Linked DNA regions of Arachis hypogaea: region 1 is linked to region 2. Evidence: chromatin contacts called from public Hi-C data. All regions are on one chromosome and are shown on one strand. Each heading gives the region's core, a stretch centred on a gene start, on an enhancer-like site or on the middle of the called end of the contact. The rest is flanking DNA. Distances are from core to core; before and after follow the strand shown. Region 1 holds the start of LOC112801047. Region 2 has its middle 13 kb from the start of LOC140184862.

Region 1 (5,483 bases), core at 2,184-4,683, 180 kb after region 2:
CCGCTTTCCCCTCATATTTAGAACTTGTAGTCAACATTGGAAAATTTGTCACTAGCCTCCCATTCAGTTTAGTTCAGTGTTTAGCATTTTGATTTAATTCAGTCTTCTATAACTATTTACATTATTCAGAATGGGGTGTTTGAAACAATTTTCTGAAGTATAATATTTATATTTTTACTTCATAGAACCTCACTACAATTTTCTGAAGTATAAAGCTCCAACCATCCAGTGTATAAAGCTATGAAAGGAAGTCAACATAAATATGAACTTCTAAAATGGTATTAACTTTGATTTTAATTTGACATTCAGCATAACAAATGAAGCACCTGCCCCATGGCGCAAGTTGAGGTGATGCCAATCCAACACAGAGTGATAGAGAGAGCCAACAAATTTTACTTCTACCAACAAATTCTACTCATTGATCATTTTTAACTACAAACAACTATAATTTTTCAATCCAAAGCATCAAACAATATTGAAAAAGAAAAAATTTATAGACTAAAATTAACTTAGCTTGTATATATGTGCAGTATTTAACTTAAGAAACTAAACATGGCATACTTGAACATACAAAATCGTTCAACAAACTTTAGGGATTGTGTCAATTAAATAAATAAACTTTGCGTATTGAATTTGGATTGCAATAGAATATTAATTTTCAGTCACTTCACTTAATCAAAATTTCATGCACGAAACCTACTTCATGTGTAATTGTGTACTAACGATTTACATCAACAAAATTGAAAAAAAATTACTCAGTGATATGTTTAGCATCAAATTCAATTTACAGCAATAAATTCTACTTCTACCAATAAATTATGCTCGTTGATCATTTTTAACAACAAACTCAACTATAATTTTTCAATCCAAATCATTATTAACTCATGTACATGAAAAATAGGAGCCACATCTTCATTAGTTACATCAGTAATCCATGAATTGAAGGCAAATAATTTCAAAAAAATTAATAATAAAATAGCTAAATGATAACAAAATCAATAACTCTTGTCTTATTGTCAAATTGGACCACCAAATTTTTCCATTCTCAGAACTTAAATCCTAAACCATTGTTAAGTGACTAAAGTATTCAGTACTTTGACGAATCTGAAATTAATTGTAGAACTCCATTTTATTGTAGGATTTGAGATGTGATAAGTATGCAATGAAAAAGAAGCAAAATAGTAAAAAGTTAACAACCTGCATTGAAGACTAAAGAGGTTGGCCATGTCAGTGAGGTGAGTCAAAGAGGAAATGGCGGAAGGAAGTTCTTCCAAAGAGACCCTTTCCTTGAAGACGTAGCGACGACGAGCTCGAGAAATGACAGGTATGAACGACGGTGCGGGTAGCGCCTCCTTCTCCTCGTGAAACACTCCTTCTCCTCTCTGGCCATGGCGTTCCTCTCTCCTCCACCAAGTTCGACGGCGACGGCACACCCCGCAGCAGCCCCAACAGCGGACGACGACGAGGTGTAGCGGCGCAAGTAGTGCCCCCTTCTCTGTCGCGTGCTTCCTTCTCCCCCTGTCCTTCTCTCTCTTCCCGATCTCTCTTCCTCTCTTATGGCACGCGACAACAGCGGCTCTACTCACAGCTCTACGGATGGCGACCGCGACTGGGCAGCTTCTCCCTCCTCCGTTCTTCTCTTCTCTCTCGGTGTGGGTGAGGGGAAAAGTTGCCCGTGTGTGTTGTGTGAAGAGGGAGTGTGTGTATGCATGAGTGAGGGGTGAGGGGTGAGGGTGAGAGGTGGCGGCTGAAGGGCAGCAAGAGGAGTTAGGATTAGGGTTTTTGGGTTTTAATTTGGGAATAAGGATTTGAGTAACTTTAATAAACATTAGGGAATATAATAGTTATTAAAAATTAAATTCTATCTCAATAAAATTATTTTAAAAGTATCATTTTATTTAATTAATTTATTAATTGATTTTTTAAATAAGTATTTTAATTTAAAAATTGAGGTAATTAAATAATTTGTTTATTTATAAAATTAATTAAAATTTTTAATTATTTAATTTAAATTATATATAATTTTTTTTTATTTTTAATTATTAAAATTTTAAATTTTAATTAAGTAAAAATCTAACTTATTAATTTTAAATAAACAAAAATATCTAATTGTAATTGAAAATTATATAAATTTAAATTAATTTAAAATTCAAAATCTCATAACTTTGATTTATTTACTTTTTAGTAAAGACAATTTTTTGAACAATGAGGACATGGCGAGCGACAATAGATGAGCACGATGACCCACGACGTGCGACGAACGACACAGAGAAGCTTATGATTCGTTGGACAATCTCCTAAAACCGTGATCATAGATACTTTTAGGTCACTTTCCAAAACCGTGACCATAAACCTTTTTAGGTCATCCTTTCGTAAAACCGTGACCATAGACTGTTTTAGGTCACTCCTAAAATCGTGACCATAGACCCTTTTAGGTCTTCCCCCAAAACCGTGACCATAGACCCTTTTAGGTCACCCTTCTGAAAAACCGTGACCATAGACTCTTTTTTGTCACTGTAAAAAACCGTGACCATAGACCCCTTTAGGTCAACCATTAAAACCGTGACCATAGATCCTTTTAGGTCACCCTTCAAAACCGTGACTATAGACCCCTTTAAGTCACCTTCCAAAACCGTGAACATAAACCCTTTTAGGTCACCCTTCTGAAAAACCGTGACCATAGACTCTTTTTGGTCACTATAAAAAACCGTGACCATAGACCCCTTTAGGTCACCCCCTAAAACCGTGACCATAGACCCTTTTAGGCCACCCCTCAAAATTGTGACCATAAACCCCTTTAGGTTACCCTCCAAAACCGTGGCCATAAACTCTTTTAGGTCACCCTTCCGAAAAACCGTGACCATAGACCCTTTTTGGTCACTGTAAAAAATCGTGACCATAGACTTCTTTAGGTCACCTCCAAAACCGTGACCATAGACCCTTTTAGGCCACCCTCCAAAACCGTGACCATAGACCCTTTTAGGTCACCCTCTTTTGAAAAAACGTGACCATAGCCCCTTTTTGGTCACTGTGAAAAACCGTGACCATAGACCCCTTTAGGTCACCCCCAAAACCGTGACCATAGATCCTTTTAGGCCACCCAAAACCGTGACCATAGACTCTTTTAGGCCACCCTTTTTTGAAAAACCGTGACAATAGACCCTTTTTGGTCATTATAAAAAACCATGACCATAGACCCCTTTAGGCCACCCCTCAAAACCGTGACCATAGATTCTTTTAGGCCACCTTTTTTTAAAAAACCGTGACTATAAGTACTCTATGGTCACCCTTTCCAAAAAAACTGTGACCATAGCTTTTTTTGTCACCCTTAAAAACCGTGACCACAGAGGGTCTATGGTCACGATTTTTTACCATGAAAAAAAAATCGTGGACATAAACCCAAAATGTTGTAGCGTACGCTCACAAACAAGTTGAGTGAGGAGAGAAGTTTAAACTCCGAAAAGACAGAGAAGCTCGGCACCAGCATTCTCGGCATCTTTCGCTGCCTTTAGCCAAACCGCCTCCGCCACCTCCAACTCTCCCTTCAGCTTCCCAACCTTCGCCTGAGATTGGCGAAGCTTGCTATCGAGGAGACCCACCTGAGCCAACAACAGCTCCGCCTTGCGAACGTTAACAGAAATGCAGAGAAGAGTCCGATACGCCAACCTTACTTGACCAGTAACGTTACAGTCGTAAAAGTACTCCTCGATACTAAGGAAGAAGAGGTACTAATCAATAAAGGCTAGAGCATCAAAATTCCGATCCATTACTGACAGGACCGGTCCCTCCTCCTCCAAGTTCTCACCACTGCTACTATCCACTGACCTCCTCCGCTTCCGACTCACTTCAGCAACTGAAACCACGACCATATGCTCCTCAGGCCAGGCAAAGCAGGACCCCCACCTCCGGCTAAGACCATCTCCTGAGAAACGGTCTGGGAATCCGCCTAAGGACGGGAGCTACCCCTCCTTCCGTGGTCTCCATCTCTATTGTGGTTTGCCTGCTACGTTCTTTCTTGTCAGTTTCTACTTGGATTCTACCCTTTCTCACCATATCGCTGAATGACCTCTTTTGTTCCCCCCTTCACTCTATCTCTTCGGCTCTACCATCCATTCCTCTTCTCTTGGTGTGAGGGTTGAGTCTTGATTGCCTGTATATTCTTGTCCCTCTACTTCTACCCTTACTTTCTTCCCCTCGTTGAGTATCTAATTGTTGTATCTTCCTGCAGCATCATCTGGAGTATGTGATCTGGAGTGTCCTCCCCGGACGTAACTGCCCCTCATGAGGCTAAATGGATGCCTGGGCCAATTTTCATAAACCATGAAAATAGATCTGGTTGAGCCCACTTATCTTGGACTCGAGTCAGGCCGAATTGCCCCATAAAGCCCAAACCACCAACGCTTTTCAATCTCACTTACTACTTACTAGTATAGCCGTAGTTGATAATGGAAATTGGAGAGAACGACGACACTGATAACTGATAGTCTTACTAATACTAGCTACCAAGCTACCTTCTTCCCACTCTTCCTTTTTTTTCTCTGCACTTCTCAGCTCTCTCACTTCCACTTCCACCAAGCAAAGCCTCTCCGGTGAAATCAATAATCACTGCGTCGAATCTATGCTTCTTCATTTCTCATAATCCTCCTACTTATGGCCTTCACTTCCACTCTCTCTCTCTACTCTCACCCTCAAGTAATAACTAACTCTCTAACTACCATAACTTATCGTTTCTTCTCCCTCATATTCTACAAAACCCTAACGCCTTTCGCTCTTTCTATATGCAGGTTCGTTGCTGCCGCCACCGCCGACTGCAATCGCTGCCGCTGACTGCAGCCGGTTTGGGCAAGCTCACACTGCTTCCGATTTGGAGAACGCGTGCAGCCTCCAGAGCGCGGTTTGGATGCTTCGTCGTTAAGGCCTCTTCCAGCGTTGAAGGAACTCCGGCTCGTTCCACCGGTTCTCGCAGAGTCTACCGCCGGTCTCAGGCCACCGCGGCGCCAATTGCCCCTCTGAAACGAGTTGCTGACTTTGTTGCTCCATTTGGATTGATTTTCGCCATCTCTTTTGGTATCCCTTACATAGTTTCCATTTATTCCTTTGTTGTTGTAGTTTTTATTTTTTATTTATTTTTGGGTGCATTTTTTCTTTCTATTGTAATTTGGTGAGTCTTGGTGAGTTCATATTGTTGCTTCTACAATTATATGACACATTGTCCTTACAACCTATGGAATTGACATTTGTTTTTGGAGGAAAAAAAGAAAGACGAAAGAATCATAGGGTAAGGTAAAGGAAAGGGTAAGGGTAAGGGTAACGTATATGTCAAAAAGTACTTTGCTTATTTCATAACATTTCCGAAACATATACTACCTCCGTCCCAAATAGTTGTGTATATAGCGGACCTTAAGTAGTGGGGGCAATGCTTAGTTGTGTTTGATTCATGAGTGAACAGAAAAGGTGGAAAACATAATTTTTTTTTTCAGAAA
Region 2 (5,740 bases), core at 760-3,259:
TATAGTTAGTGATAAACTCTTAAAATATAGTTTAATAATAGTTAAATTTTAATTTGTTACTATTATTATAATAAAATATAAATAACATAAGAAACACATTTCTTTATTCATTTAATTTTGTTGATGACTAAAATTTTATTTAATCACGTTATTAGAATTATAAAATTCAAATTTTTTATCGAAAGTTGATATTTATTAGTGATTAATTGTTAATTTTAAAAGTATTAAAAAATTCAAATAAAAATATTAATATAAGACAGGAAAGTATTAAAATAATAAAAATTTTAATCAATTGGATATTAATAAATTACAGAAGTACTACACGGTTTATTCACTTTTCATACAAAATTGAATTTAAATAGTGTATTGATTTGATATTTCACATGTATCAAACTATTAGGTGCAAAAGCTTGTCTAATAGTCATAGGCATTATATTATTCATCAAAGAAATAATGAAGACCAAAATAAGTTGATTATTAAAGGATTTTATACAGAATAAAACATTTAATTAGTATATAATAGAGTGAGTGACATCTGTATAAAACAAAAAAACTGCAAGACAAACAAGAGTGGCGTTGTTAAGAATCATTTTCATTATTTATTCCAATAATGAATCGATAATATTACAGAATATAAGCAAACTATATTTAATTGTGTTACGTGTGGTACGCATATGCATTAATGCATGCACTTGGGTAATCATTGTCATTATTTTTAGTATGATCATATATTTAATTTCCGATACGCAATTCACAGCCTTAGTTTTCTTGGGTATTGGTGTGTGTGGATATAGGTTTCAGGTTATTATTATATATAAATATAATTAATATGTACACACATTGAATTGACCAATTCAGTCTCAGCTTTGATTCCTCTATATAGAAAGAATATAATATATATATCACTCGATGCAAAGTAATAAGATAGGATTTCTCATTTTTTACTTTTTATTAATAGCTTTCTTGCTGGATCTCAATTTCAGCTAATTTTATATGTAACTGTTGAAATAGAATAAAAATTATAACAGGTTGAAGTGTACGTGTACTATTATTTTTTGATAATTTGTATTAGTTTTATATAACTGTTATTTTTTTATTTTTTATAGTATCTCTTAGTTTGATATATTAAAGACTAATTTATTACAGATTTAAATTTTATTTAAAAATCTGCTGTTAATCAATAAGTTACTGAATTTATTTTTTTAAATTGTTATTATATAAATCTTGAATTAGTTTTATTTAAATTATCAAGCTTATTATTATATAGATTATTTTAATAAAATATAAAAGTAAGCTTTAAATATTAAATTTAAAAAATAACATGTGAGACATGTACAAAATAATCATTCATTCTCTTCGCTTAAGGGTCTTGAGTTTTTTCTGTATGTAATAAATTATGAGGGAAAAACTATTATTATTCTAAGAATAAGTATAGACTATAGAGATCAACTTTTAATTGGTTAATATTAATTAAATTTTGTTATAAAAATATGTTTTTAACCTTCATTTTCTTCTGAAGATTTAAGTATTAGAACTAGAATTCAGGATTTACTATTTATGATTTAAGACTTAAATTTTAAGATTTAGTATTTAAAATAAAAAAGTAATTAGATTAATTGATACTAACAAAAAAAATGGATTATCTAATTGCACTTTATTCTTAGGCTGGGTTCACATATTCACTTACGATTAACTTTTCTTTCTTTTCATTGTTTTTTTTTTTTTTCGTTGGAGAGGCCAGGGGAGTAATGAGGAAAGGAGTCTTTTAACTTATAATTTATAAATTGAAAACTTTGGATATATTTGATTAGGAGTAAAACTAGGATGAAATTTTGCATGAATAAATTAATATAAGAGTAAATTTATACATAAAAATGTATACTTCATTTTTAATTTTTTATCCCCAACAAAATTTATCCGGATTAAAAATTTATAGTGGTTTTAGGATGACATGTATATGTGTTTTATTTTTTGGACACGGACATTTATATGTGTTATACAAAGGAAACAAAAAGTAACAGAAGTTTCATTATAACTAAACTGTTATATTTCCTTTGACCAAAAAAAAAGAACAATTATTTCGAAGTCCAAAACTTCTACAAAGATGTCCGATTAGATTTTTGAAGCAAATGGGCTTATTCTTGTTACAACATAATTTTGTATTATTTTAAAAATATAAAAAATGGAAAAAAGAATGACACTTCGTGAGAGCCACTGTAAGCCCACTAACATTAGTATTACCCTCGTCCTATGATTCTATGATGCACGGAGGGACCTTTACATTGCTTCTTTTTTTTGTGACCTTTACGTTGCTAGAATAAAATAAATACAAAGACAAAAAACTAAACAAATAAAATAAAATAAGATAACTATTATCTTGAACGAATACTTTGTTGCTTAGTCTAGTGAGCAATAGCATTATGATGCACAATAATTGAAGAAAGAAACTTATGAAAATATGTATTGAAAAATTCAGAAAATGTAAAATATGATGGTCACACTTTTTTTCACTTCGAATCCAGAGAAATAGGATTCCTCACTCTCAAGTTGTTATTCTTTTTAACTGTCATTCTCTTCTACCTATTACAATATAACCCCTTCTTGAATATTCAAATCCTAATTAACTCATTTGGTTTTTTTTTTTTTTACAATGCTTCCCCTTTACTTCTCCATATGATAGTCTTTCATTCAATTGGGGGCCTTTCTCACTTTCTTGCCAACTAGGCCTACTTCTTTAAAAAAATTTTCAAGTTCTACAATCTCTTCAATTAAGCTGGTTTGTGCGGCTGAGCTTGGAGGGCTTGCCCTCAAGGTCCAACTCTGAAAACATATGCAACAGCTGGTCGAAGTCCACCCAAGTTGTCTCCTCCCGTGGTAAGCCTTCCCAATCCACAAGGACCTGTTCTACTTGTTTCGCATCTCTCGAGACAGAGTGCCTCCCTAAAATCACTGTAAGTGCGGGTTGAAATGCTGCAGGTGCTGCAGCCACCACCAGGGTCGCAGCCGGCAGTTCTCCATGAAACTCCTTTAGCATGGAGATATGGAAGACGGGGTGAATCCTGCTGCCAACAGGAAGCTCGAGGCGGTATACCACCTTTCCAACACGGTGCAGAATATGGTAAGGGCCAAAGAAGCATCTGTCGAGCTTTGGGTGCTCCCTATGGAAGAGGGATATTTGACAATAAGGCTTCAACTTGAGCAAAACCCAGTTCCCTTATTTGAATTCCTTATCACAACGATGCCGGTTTGCTTGTTTCTTCATGCGGGTTCTTGCTTGGTGCAAGTAGAAACCCAGCTCATCATTCAATATCTCACGGTCCTCAAAAAGAGATTGACTTCTAGCATAGGGGAAGCGCCAGGGTAGTAGCCCGGGAGTAAGTTCATGGCAAAACCGTGCAATGCCTCATGGCTGTGTCATCTATATTGCAGAGTGAAATGAGCTATTATAGCAAAATTCAGCTCAGGGAAGAAAGACAACCCATTGTTGTCGTTGCGAATGAGAGAAAGCACGTAGGTATTTCTCAAGGAAACGATTAGTAACTTCAGGCTGGCCAACACTCTACGGATGGTACGCCGTACTATAACGTAATTGGGTGCCGCTAAACTCGAAGAGGCTACGCCAGAAGTGACTGAGGGAGAGGGGGTCTTGATCAGAAACAATGATAGAGGGAAATTTGTGTAACTTAACCACTGATGCAATATAAAGACTTTCGCCACTAAACTCGCAGTGAAGCCGGCTCTCAGGGGTTCAAAATGAGCAATTTTCCTGAAGCAATCAACCACTACCATAATAGCAGTAATTGAGTAATAAAGTCCATTGAAAGTTCTGTCCATGGTCCACAGGGCACATGTAAAGGATTGAGGAGTTCTTGAGATTTGGAAGTCATGTATTTGGTAGATTGGCATGTGTTGCATTGCTGAACAAATTTTTATATATCCCTACGTAGGCCTAGCCAAAAAAATAAATCTCCAACAGCCTTATAAGCCTTAAGTATCCCAGGATACCCAGTCATAGGTGTCGCATGAAATTCAATAAGTAGTTGGGTATGAAGTCCCTTAAAATTCGGCACCCATATCTTTCCTTTATATATAAGCAACCCTTTTTGCAATAGATACTCAGGAGGAAACACTCCCTTCCTATTTTGCTCAATCAGTAATTGAGTGTCAGGGTATTCTCTCGTAGCCCGTAAGAGTGATGGGGTCAATGAAAAATTGACAATAGAGAAGGCTTGAAGGCAGGCCTCAGAGGGGTCTTCACCCTGTCTTGATAAAGCATCAACAACTAAGTTTGTCTTGCCAGATCGATAGACTACCTCAAAGTCGAATTCCAATAACTTTGTAAGGTAATACTACTGTTCTGGTGTAAGGACCACTTGGTTCATGAGTTCACATAGACCTTTATGATCGGTCTTAATGCAGAACCGAAGCCCCAACAAGTAGTGCCGCCACTTGGCCACTGCCTGGGTAATAGCATAAAGCTCTCGAATATAAGCCGAAGCAACTGACAAGCATTGGTTAAGCTTTTTGCTAAAGTAAGCTATAGGATGTCCTTGTTGTGAGATTATTGCTCCTATGCCATGACACGAGGCGTTCGTTTCACCCGTGAAAGGTAGAGAGAAATCTGGAAGAGCCAATACTGGTGTGTGAAGGCTGATTTGAGTCTCTCAAAGGCAAGGTCAGCTATGTGGTCCCAATGGAAGTTGTTGTGCTTGAGGAGTTCTGTCAATGGGGCAGCGAGGTGTGCATACTTAGCCACAAAGCGGCGATAATACCCTGTGAGGCCAAGGAACCCACGCAGCTATCTCATGTTGTAAGGCCTGGGCTAATCGACAAGGGAAGTAATCTTAAAATTATCCACCTGAACTCCAAATTTGGTCACCACATGCCCCAAATACTCAACCTGTTGTTGAAAAAAAAACACATTTGAAGAGCTTGGCAATGAAGTGATGTTGCTGCAACACAACAAGGGCTGTCTTAAGGTGATGGAAGTACTCTTCTTTGGACTTGCTGTAAATTAGAATATCATCGAAAAATAAAGCGATGAACTTCCGGAGGTAAGGGCCAAAGACTTTGTTCATAGTGGCTTGGAAGGTGGAGAGAATATTGGTGAGACCAAAAGGCATAACAACAAACTCGTAATGTCCCAAATGAGTCCGAAAAGCCTTCTTTGGAATGTCACTATCCAGCACTCGAATTTGGTGATACCCCGAACGCAAGTCTATCTTAGAAAAATATTCTGCACCACACAAATCATCAAGGATTTCATTGATGGTGGGGATTGAAAACTTGTCTTTTATTGTAATGGCATTGAGAGCACGATAATCAACATAAAAGCGCCAGCTCTGATCCTTCTTCCGTACTAGCAACACCGAACTATAGAAGGCACTGTGACTCTCCTGAACGATCCTAGCTTGTAGCATCTCTGCCACTAGTTTCTCAATCTCCTCCTTCTGGTAATGGGGGTAACAATAAGGGTGAACATTCACCGAATCAGCACCCAGTTGTAAATGTATTTGATGTTGGATATCCCGTGGTGGAAGTAACCGATTAGGTTCTCAAAACATCTCTTGGTATTCCTGTAGTAATTGTAGCACCTTCTCATCTTGTTTGGTGGTTCTAAAGCAGGGTCAGCTGGTTCAAGCACTCATAAGTAGAGGAAGGAAGCAATCACATTAGCTGTCACCATCTTATTAAGGGCCCTGTTTCCAATTGCCCCGGGTTGGAGCAATCGCTCACCCTG

What was found. A called contact is a pair of places that touch in the nucleus more often than the background predicts.
Region 1: a contact with region 2 is called in a Hi-C map of leaf, with 4 times the contacts expected there. The contact joins the promoter of LOC112801047 here to the enhancer-like site in region 2. A contact is called at or near these places in 2 of 8 Hi-C or Micro-C datasets (both in leaf).

What each region holds. Positions count from the first base shown.
Region 1 is chr5:28,606,424-28,611,906 of arahy.Tifrunner.gnm2.J5K5, forward strand. It overlaps LOC112801047, which reads left to right and starts at 3,434. Exons shown (of 19, transcript XM_029298280.2): 1 at 3,434-4,152; 2 at 4,229-4,692; 3 at 4,785-5,067.
Region 2 is chr5:28,427,777-28,433,516 of arahy.Tifrunner.gnm2.J5K5, forward strand. No RefSeq gene overlaps it. Among protein-coding and RNA genes, the nearest start is that of LOC140184862, 13 kb to the left of the region's middle. Within about 2 kb of position 2,010, at least 2 of the 3 cell types and tissues checked have open chromatin away from gene starts, as enhancers often do.